2 separate regions of the Pan troglodytes genome follow, and region 1 is linked to region 2. A link is a contact called in public Hi-C data. All regions are on one chromosome and are shown on one strand. Each heading gives the region's core, a stretch centred on a gene start, on an enhancer-like site or on the middle of the called end of the contact. The rest is flanking DNA. Distances are from core to core; before and after follow the strand shown. Region 1 holds the start of GINS1 (GINS complex subunit 1). Region 2 holds the start of ENTPD6 (ectonucleoside triphosphate diphosphohydrolase 6).

What was found. Hi-C and Micro-C count contacts between places; a contact is called where the count stands out from the background.
Region 1: a contact with region 2 is called in a Hi-C map of stem cell-derived neural progenitor cells, with 5 times the contacts expected there. The contact joins the promoter of GINS1 here to the promoter of ENTPD6 in region 2. A contact is called at or near these places in 1 of 7 Hi-C or Micro-C datasets (stem cell-derived neural progenitor cells) and 1 of 1 datasets of contacts at active chromatin or transcription factors (stem cell-derived excitatory neurons).

What each region holds. Positions count from the first base shown.
Region 1 is chr21:31,940,004-31,944,249 of NHGRI_mPanTro3-v2.0_pri, forward strand. It overlaps GINS1 (GINS complex subunit 1), which reads left to right and starts at 1,898. Exons shown (of 8, transcript XR_001712165.4): 1 at 1,898-2,348.
Region 2 is chr21:31,726,210-31,730,345 of NHGRI_mPanTro3-v2.0_pri, forward strand. It overlaps ENTPD6 (ectonucleoside triphosphate diphosphohydrolase 6), which reads left to right and starts at 2,151. Exons shown (of 14, transcript XM_063802628.1): 1 at 2,151-2,361. LOC107969977 (a long non-coding RNA gene) reads right to left here and starts at 2,116. Exons shown (of 4, transcript XR_010154089.1): 1 at 1-2,116.

The DNA of each region.
Region 1 (4,246 bases), core at 648-3,147, 210 kb after region 2:
CTGTACAGGAGACTGGAGTTTTATTATCGCTCAAATCAGTCTCCTAGAAAACTCCAAGATAGGGATTTTAAAGGATAATTTAGTGGGTAGGGGGTCACAAAGTGAGGGGTGCTGATTGGTTGGATGAGAGATAAAATCATAGAGAGTCAAAGCTGTCCTCTTGGGCTGAGTCAGTTCTTGGGTGGGGACCACAAGACCAGATGAGCCAGTTTATCGATCTGGGTGGTGCCAGCTGATCCCATCAAGTGCAGGGTCTACAAAATATCTCAAGCACTGGTCTTAGGTTTTATAATAGTGCTGCTATCCCTAGGAGCACTTGGGGAGGTTTTAGAATCTTGTAGCCTCCCGCTGCGAGACTCGTAAATTTCTAGTCTTGTGGCTACTCTGTTACTCCTGCAAAGGCAATCTAGTCCCCAGACAAGAAGAGTTTCGCTTTGGTAAAGGGCTAAGTATTTGTTTCAAAATTAAACTATAAACTAAGTTTCTCCCCAAGTTAATTCGCCCTAAGCCCAGGAATGCACAAGGATGGCTTGGCGGTTAGAAGCAAGATGGAGCCAGTTAGGTCAGATCTCTTTCACTGTAATAATTTTCTCTATTATAATTTTTTCAAAGGCGGTTTCAAAAAGGCAATGTTTGCTGGGCGCGGTGGCTCACGCTGTAATTCCAGCACTTTGGGAGGCCCAGGCGGACGGATCCCTTGAGCTCAAGAGTTGTAGACCAGACTGGCCAACATGGTGAAACCTTGTCTCTACTTAAAATACAAAATAGCCAGGTGTGGTGGCCTGAGCCTGTAGTCCCAGCTACTCTGAGGGCTGAGGGGGGAAAATCACCTCAGCCCGGGAAGTGGAGGCTGCAGTGAGCTGAGATGGCGCCACTGCACTCCACCTGGGTAACGGGAGTTAAGACCCTGTCTCCAAAAAAAAAAAAAAAGGCAATGTCATTATTCAACATAAGCCTGAGTAGGCCATTCCCATGCCCATTCCTTAGATGACATATCTACTGTATATTTGCAAAAGATCAACATAGTTTCTAGGGTTAGCTAGAATTAATCCAAGATTGCGCCGGTTGCGGTGGCTCATGCCTGTAATCCCAGCACTTTGGGAGGCCGAGGGGGGCGGATCACGAGGTCAGGAGATCGAGACCGTCCTGGCTAACACGGTGAAACCCCGTCTCTACTTAAAAAATTCAAAAAATTAGCCGGGCGTGGTGGCGGGCACCTGTAGTCTCAGCTACTCGGGAGGCTGAGGCAGGAGAATGGCGTGAACCCGGGAGGCGGAGCTTGCAGTGAGCCGAGTTCGCGCCACTGCACTCCAGCCTGGGCGACAGAGCGAGACTCCGTCTCAAAAAAAAAAAATCCAAGATTGCTTGTTAGAAATTAACATTGCTTTTTGAAAAATTGCCTAATAAAACAATTCTTTAGCATTGATTCCCATCTTCTATATGCTTAAGAAATATTCCATAACCATCTAGCCAAGAAAAATTCCTAGTGAATTCGTATTAATCTAGGGCAGATATTACAAATATTTTTAAAAGACTATTTTAAAATCAAAGGGTGGTACTGTGGTGTTGGAAATGGAAAGCCTAAATAACAGTCTAATCACTCTGGAGCTGTGTGACCTTGGGCAAGTTACCTAACTTCTGTTTCCTTATTAATCCCAGGTCTTAAAACACTTCAGAGATAATTGTGGGAATGAAATACACACTGCAGTCCCTACCAGCACTAGGTACCCAATAAAAGATAGTTTCATTTTAATATCAAACAGAAAACCCGCACTGCAAAACTGAAACCCTTGCGTCCTACCAATGCACACCAAGTTTTTGGGCCTTTCCTCTTAACCTCAAAATGCTCCTTTCTTGAACCTAAACGAGAATGAATGAATCAAAAGGAAAATGAGAAGGAAGCTGCGGGGCGTGCATTTATTTCCAGCTCTGCTGCCCGTAGAGTCCCCCGGCCCACTGCCTGAGAACTCGAAAAGCCGTCTCTGCTCAGCCGAGGGGTTCTCCCATCTCCGGGGCGGGGACCTCACCTTGGAAAGACCCCTCCCACTCCGCCCCTCTTGGAATGCGGCTGAGCGGTGGATGTCCCTTTTCGGGCGCCGTAAGCGCGTTCCTATTGGCTAGCTTTGTTCGGCGCCAAAGCGCGGAGCGGAGGCCGAGGCGAGAGCCTGGCGCTGTAGGACTAGAACGAAAGGAGTGAGGCGCCGAGAGCGCAGATACCATTTTGGCGTGAGAGCTGGTGGTTGGCAAGGCCGCGGGAGTGGGAAGCGTCCGCCATGTTCTGCGAAAAAGCCATGGAACTGATCCGCGAGCTGCATCGCGCGCCCGAAGGGCAACTGCCTGCCTTCAACGTGAGGGGCGGGTAGACTTGGACGGGGCATGCCGGCGTTGGGCCCTGGGCTCTGGGGCGGGGCGGCTCCCCGTCAGGGTTTACTTTCGCACCTTGTTCCCTCCGAGCTCCGGAAAACTTGGGAAGCAGCAAAACAAAATTCAGGAGGAAAGAGAAAGCATTCATGCTTACGCTACCCAGCGATTTGGTGAATTTCCTCATCTGAGCACATTTTAGCAGTTTTCCTTGGACAGATTTGTTCCGGTCCCTTAAAACATTTACAGGTTGCCAGATAATTTAGCATTTCTTGCTCACTCAGGCATCTAATTGTGGTCAGTAAAAGTTAGGCCTCTGGAATCTGGCTGAGATTCTGGTTCTGTAGTGTGACTTTGGGGCAGTTACTCAAGCTTTCTGTGCTCTCAGTTTTCTCATACGCAAAAATGGGGATGGTGACAATAACAGTACCCAACGCGTGATGTAGTGGACGCAAAATGAGTGGCACGTGTAAGGGTCTCTGCATATGCCTCACATACAGTAAGGGCTGAGTCAGTGTTAGCTATTAATATTACTTTTCTCCTGCTGCTGCTGTTACTATTAATATTATGATTATTTGTATTTTTCTATCACTGCTACCCCAGGGAGAGTGCTAAGCACTTCATGTACATTATCTTTTGTCTTTCTAATAACCCTTTGAGGGCCCGGTGCCATGGCTCCTGCCTGTAATCCCGGCACTTTGGGAGGCTGAGGCGGGAGGATCGCTTGATCCTGCCACTGCATTCCAGCCTGAGTGACAGAGGGAGACCCTGTCCCAAACAAAACAAAAATAACTTTTTGATGTTTAAACTATTGTTTTCTACTTTTTTCAGCTATATATGCATAGGATTGGGGAGATTTAAGTATATTGCCTAAGGTGACACAGCAAGAAAGCTAGGATTTGAACCCTGGCACTCTGGCTCCAGAGCCTGCACTCTAAATTGTATATTTCACTTATGTCATAGAGCAGGCATTATGTGGATGACAGGACACATTCTGCTGGAAGAGGGGCACAAAAACAGATAATATAATTCACCACGCTAAGTGATACTAAGGAGGTATAGCAAGGAGCACGAAGGAGAAACACCAGTATGAGCTGGGGTAGAGGAGGTGACATATGAGCCTTTCCATCCTCAAGGATGAGGTTACTGATCTGAGAAGGAAGCGAGGCATCCCAGCCAAAGGATGCTGCAGCACACAGTCACGTGGTCACACTGGAGAGGGTGACCAATAGGGCCTGTGGGGAGGCTAGGAAGGTGGCTCACAGCCTACATGAATTTGTTGTTCACTCATAAGGCATGCTGGGAGCTGGTAGAGGGTTTTAGACAAGGAAGTGATAGGGTAATTTTTGTGTTTTGAAGATAACTGCAGCAGCAATATGGGGAATGGATTGAAGAGAGGAAAGAATGGGACAGGGAGATGGCTACTGGGTGGCTGATAGAGCAGGTGAGAGGTGTGTGGTCTGAACTGTGTCAGGTCAGTGGCACTGAGATCAGTGTTTGGGTTTTAGAGACATGAAGCAAACATGACTTGTAGCTATTAGAGCAGGGGCAGAGATGGGGTCCATAATGAATGAGAGGGAGGAATTGGGATCTTGGAGGATCCTTAGGAAACTGGGTAAACAACATCAGAGTTCAGGAGATAGAGTGTGTTGGGAAAGGTAATGAGTTTTGTTTTGAACACTAAAGAGCACCTAGCCAGACAATTAGATTGTCTTACAAATGAAGAAACTGAGCCAACACAAATTATGGGTCAAGTTAAGGAACTCGTCTGAATTTACAGCATATTGGAGGCAGAGCTTCAACTTGAATACAGGTTTTCCAGTTTCTAGTCAATTGTTTTTTCAACTTCAGAGCAGTTACCTCATTTAAAAAGTTAGGCAGCAGT
Region 2 (4,136 bases), core at 901-3,400:
TAGAGGTTGCAGTGAGCCTAGACTGCACCACTGCACTCCAGCCTGGACAACAAAGCAAGACACTGTCTCAAACCACCCCCCCAAAAATTCCTTAGACTCCGAATTTGAGGAGAGGCTGATTTGAGGAGTAATAAGCCTCTGCTCTCCTGTTTAGCCAGCTCTATGTGTATCGAACTCTATTGCAATTCCCATCTTGAAAAATTGGCTCTATCTGGGCGACAGGCAAGAAGAAGCTGTTGGGTGGTTACAGTGTGATGAGTGCTATGAAGGAAATAACATAAAAGGTGACAGAGAATAACTAGAGGAGGCCATTCTAGATAAAATGGTCTGAGGAGGTGACATTTGAGCTGAGTATTAAACATTGAGAAACAATCTACGAAGGGAAGATGTGGTGCAAGACCTTTCCAAGCAGTGTATAATACACACAAAAGCCCATGCCAGCAAAAAGATTTTACTTTCACAAATTCTAGAAACTCTAAGAGTAAACAGTGGTGAAAAGAAAGGAAGTGATAACATATGTTGCCGAGTGCAGCAAGCAGAAACAGGGCCATCACCACTTCACGACAGGATCTCAAAATACTAGGAAGTGTAAATTAAAACCGTGAGATATAGTTTTGTCATTATTGGATTGGGAAAGATCCAAAAGTTTGGAAAGACCCCACTGGTGAAGATGTGTGGAAACCCACAGTCTTACACATTATTTGCCAGAGTGTAAATTAGTACAGTGTCTAAGGGGGGCAATTTAGCCATGTTTGGCTAATATATTACTTTAAAGGACATATCCCACCATAGCCAATTCCACCTCTAAGAATATTTCTGACAGATATACCCACATGCATGCACAAAGACAGTCCACGGGATCCAGTCACATTATTCCTAACCCAAAGCAACTGGGAAACACTTCAAGGTCCATCAGTGAAGGCCCGCATAGGCTAACCTCTGTAATAACCAAATCTCAGTGGCAGTGTCCAACCAGGTGCTTGTGGGCGACCTTCCAACAGGCACCGCATTGCCCGGCTGCCAGGCCTGGTCTGTATGCTGTCCCCGCATCCCATACAGCTAGCACTTATTCACCCTCAAAAGCGTCCCATCCTGAAAATAAACTCTTGCCCACTTGGTGCTTCAGGAACCTGGGCTTCTTCCACCAATAGCTCTCCCAGATGCCCCAGTGCGCAGGTGGGGCCGTCCTCTAGGACCAGGCCTGGCTGGGGCGCACCCACACCTCCTTGGCCAGACGCCATGGGCCGGGAAGGGGCTCTGGCCCTTGCGGGAATGAGGGCGCCTAGCACAGGTGTGCACGTGGGCAGCCCCCACCGTGGGGTCCCTAAGTAAGCTGGAGCCTGTGAGCCAGGACAGTCAGGAGTTGCAACCTTGGTGATTTCTAGGAAGACAGAAAATGGGGTCAAGGGCCGGGTGTGGTGGCTTATGCCTGTAGACCCAGCACTTTGGGAGGCCGAGGCAGGCGGATCACCTTAGGTCAGGAGTTCGAGACCAGCCTGACCAACAGGGTGAAACCTCGTCTCTACTAAAGGTACAAAAATTAGCCAGGCGTGGTGGCGCACGCCTGTAATCCCAGCTACTCAGGAAGCTGAGGCAACAGAATCGCTTGAACCCGGGAGGCAGAGGTTGCAGTGAGCCGAGACCACATCACTGCACTCCAGCCTGGGTGAGACCCTGTTAAAAAAAAAAAAGAAAAGAAAAGAAAATGGGGTCAAGAAACGGTGGGAGGAGGGCAGATTTCATGAACCTGCCTGCTATGATGTGGCTGCATTTCCATCATGCATTGTCCTAAAAAAAGAAAAAGAAAAAAATAAAATGTAGACGTGGAGGGATGGGGGAAATTGCACAGGCCGGTCCAGGCTGTGAGGCTGCCCCCTGCCAGGGACGACGAGGGCCAGCTCCGCCGCGCCGTGAGGAAACTGGCCAAGGGAACCCCTTGAATCTGGCGAGGGCCCGCCCTGAGACGCTCGGGGAACCAGACTGCCGAGCCCCCCTCTCTGGGCCGACGCCAGCCCGGCTGTGGACTGGAGAAAACCGCAAGACCACCGCAGAAAGAAAAGCCAGCCACCGCGCCTACGCAGCTGAGACCCCATACTCCGCCCGCGCCTGCGCAACTGGGTCCCCCGACCCCCACCTCCTCTCCCGCCTGCGCCTGCGCGGCTGGGTGCGCCCGCCCCGCCCAGCCTGTGACGCCACGTGCATGGGGCGGAGCCCAGGCCCTAGGGAATCGTGGGGTCGTATCCCGCGGGTGGAGGCCGGGGTGGCGCCGGCCGGGGCGGGGGAGCCCAAAAGACCGGCTGCCGCCTGCTCCCCGGAAAAGGGCACTCGTCTCCGTGGGTGTGGCGGAGCGCGCGGTGCACGGTAAGCGGCGGGCCGGGGCGCTGGCGGGGGCGGCCGGGGATCACCGACTGCAGGCGGGCCTCCCCACGCGGGCGCGCTGCGCTCCGGAGGACGGCTTCGGGGTCACTCGCACCCCGGGTGGGTCACTCGCACCTCCTGCTGCCTTCCTGTCCAGGCTCCATTAGGGCTTACTGGATGTCTGGGCTCCGCTGACCGGTGGGGGGCAAGTCCAGTGTTTTGGGCCACAGGGCGGGCCAAATAGCAGGGGCCTCTAGCCCCAGGGGGCCCCAGCCCTGTTGCGTTCATTCATTCAGCCCGCTTTTGCGGACCCGCCCCCAGTCTGCGTCAGGGACAGGCCCCTCCGCCCTGGATGAGCCCGGCGGGGAAGCTTCGCGTAGCACTTTCTGGGAAACAGGTAGGATCAGGCCGCTCGGACAGGACTGAGGGTGTAAGGACGATTCACCCTGGCATTGGGGTGGTGTCCCGAGGAGCTCATAGGTGGTCAGGGCGGTTCTGCCCGAGCTGACCTGTGAGCCGCGGATGCCCTGGACCGAGGGAGGGAGAGCCCCCTAGGTGGACAGACTAGACTCCTTCAGTGGAAAACATTCAACAGCCAGGAGAGCGTGGAAGAGGAAGGAGAGATGGGAGGGCCCAGGGGAGCGTGGAAGGGAGGGTGTTTTTATTATAAGTGCACCTGTAAGTGCAAAGTGCAAAGGAAGCAGCCACCGGGAAGTGCCTGGGCAGCTCTGGGTGTCCCTCCAGGCACCTGTATTCCAGCCTTACCTGCGCGAAGCCACACATCCCACGTCACACAGGATACGGGGAAGTCAGCCATAGCCTGCAGGCGAGGAATCTGAAACCTCGCGCAGGAGTTCCTTGGGAGAGGTGGATTACAAGGACTCTTCCTCCCACCCGCTGTGCAAGAGCCATGGGCGGCCGGTAGTCATTTTTGAAGGACCTGGCAAGCACTGTACAAATCTCAAAATTGCTTTTTGTCCCCCTCCCCTTGCCTTGGAGAGAGTGGCTGGCTAGTGTGTGTGTCGTCTGCCTCCTGAAGGTTCGGGTAAAGGACCAGGGAGGTGGGCAGCCCTTTGTGTCAGGAGATCTGGAAGCGCCTCCCCTCCCACCGCCTCCTGTGTAAAGGAAACAGCAGGTGGTGTTGACGGGCGGTTCACGCACCGGTTTTTGCCAAGGAGAGAAAAACCTACTGAAACCCACCAGGAGGATGAGTGGAAGTTTCTAATGTGCTTCATTTTTTGATACAGCGTGCATGGCAGGCATTTGCATTCATGACCCTTCCGTGTACTTGAACTGAAAACCTGAAGAAACTGGCCAACAGATTAGGCAGCCATCAATCCACATCAGATGGCCCCTGTATTTCCAAGAGGTGGCCTGCCATCCCCATCTCCTAGAAAGCCAACCAGGGGACAGGGTAGCTCCTACCACCGACAACACTGCTCTACCCTCAGATTCTCTTCTCTGACTCCTGCCTCCACCTGCTGGAGGGTGGCCTCGGCAGGAGCCACACACCTCTCTGTTTGCCTGTGTTGCACCCTACTTCCTACCCCTGCCTCCCCTCAGTCCCCACCCGCTACCTTCCTTACAGCCTCATCCCACCCTGTCTCTCCTTTAAAGAACAGACTGAGATGACATTGTTTTCCTCAAAGAGTCTGTCAGGGAGAACCTGATCAACACATTCACGCTGTGGTGTTAGTGGTTCCCACAGAAACCCCATTTCCTCTCCTGCAGGTGTCTCAGCCATGGGCAAACACCTTAACCTAGTGGAATGAAATTGG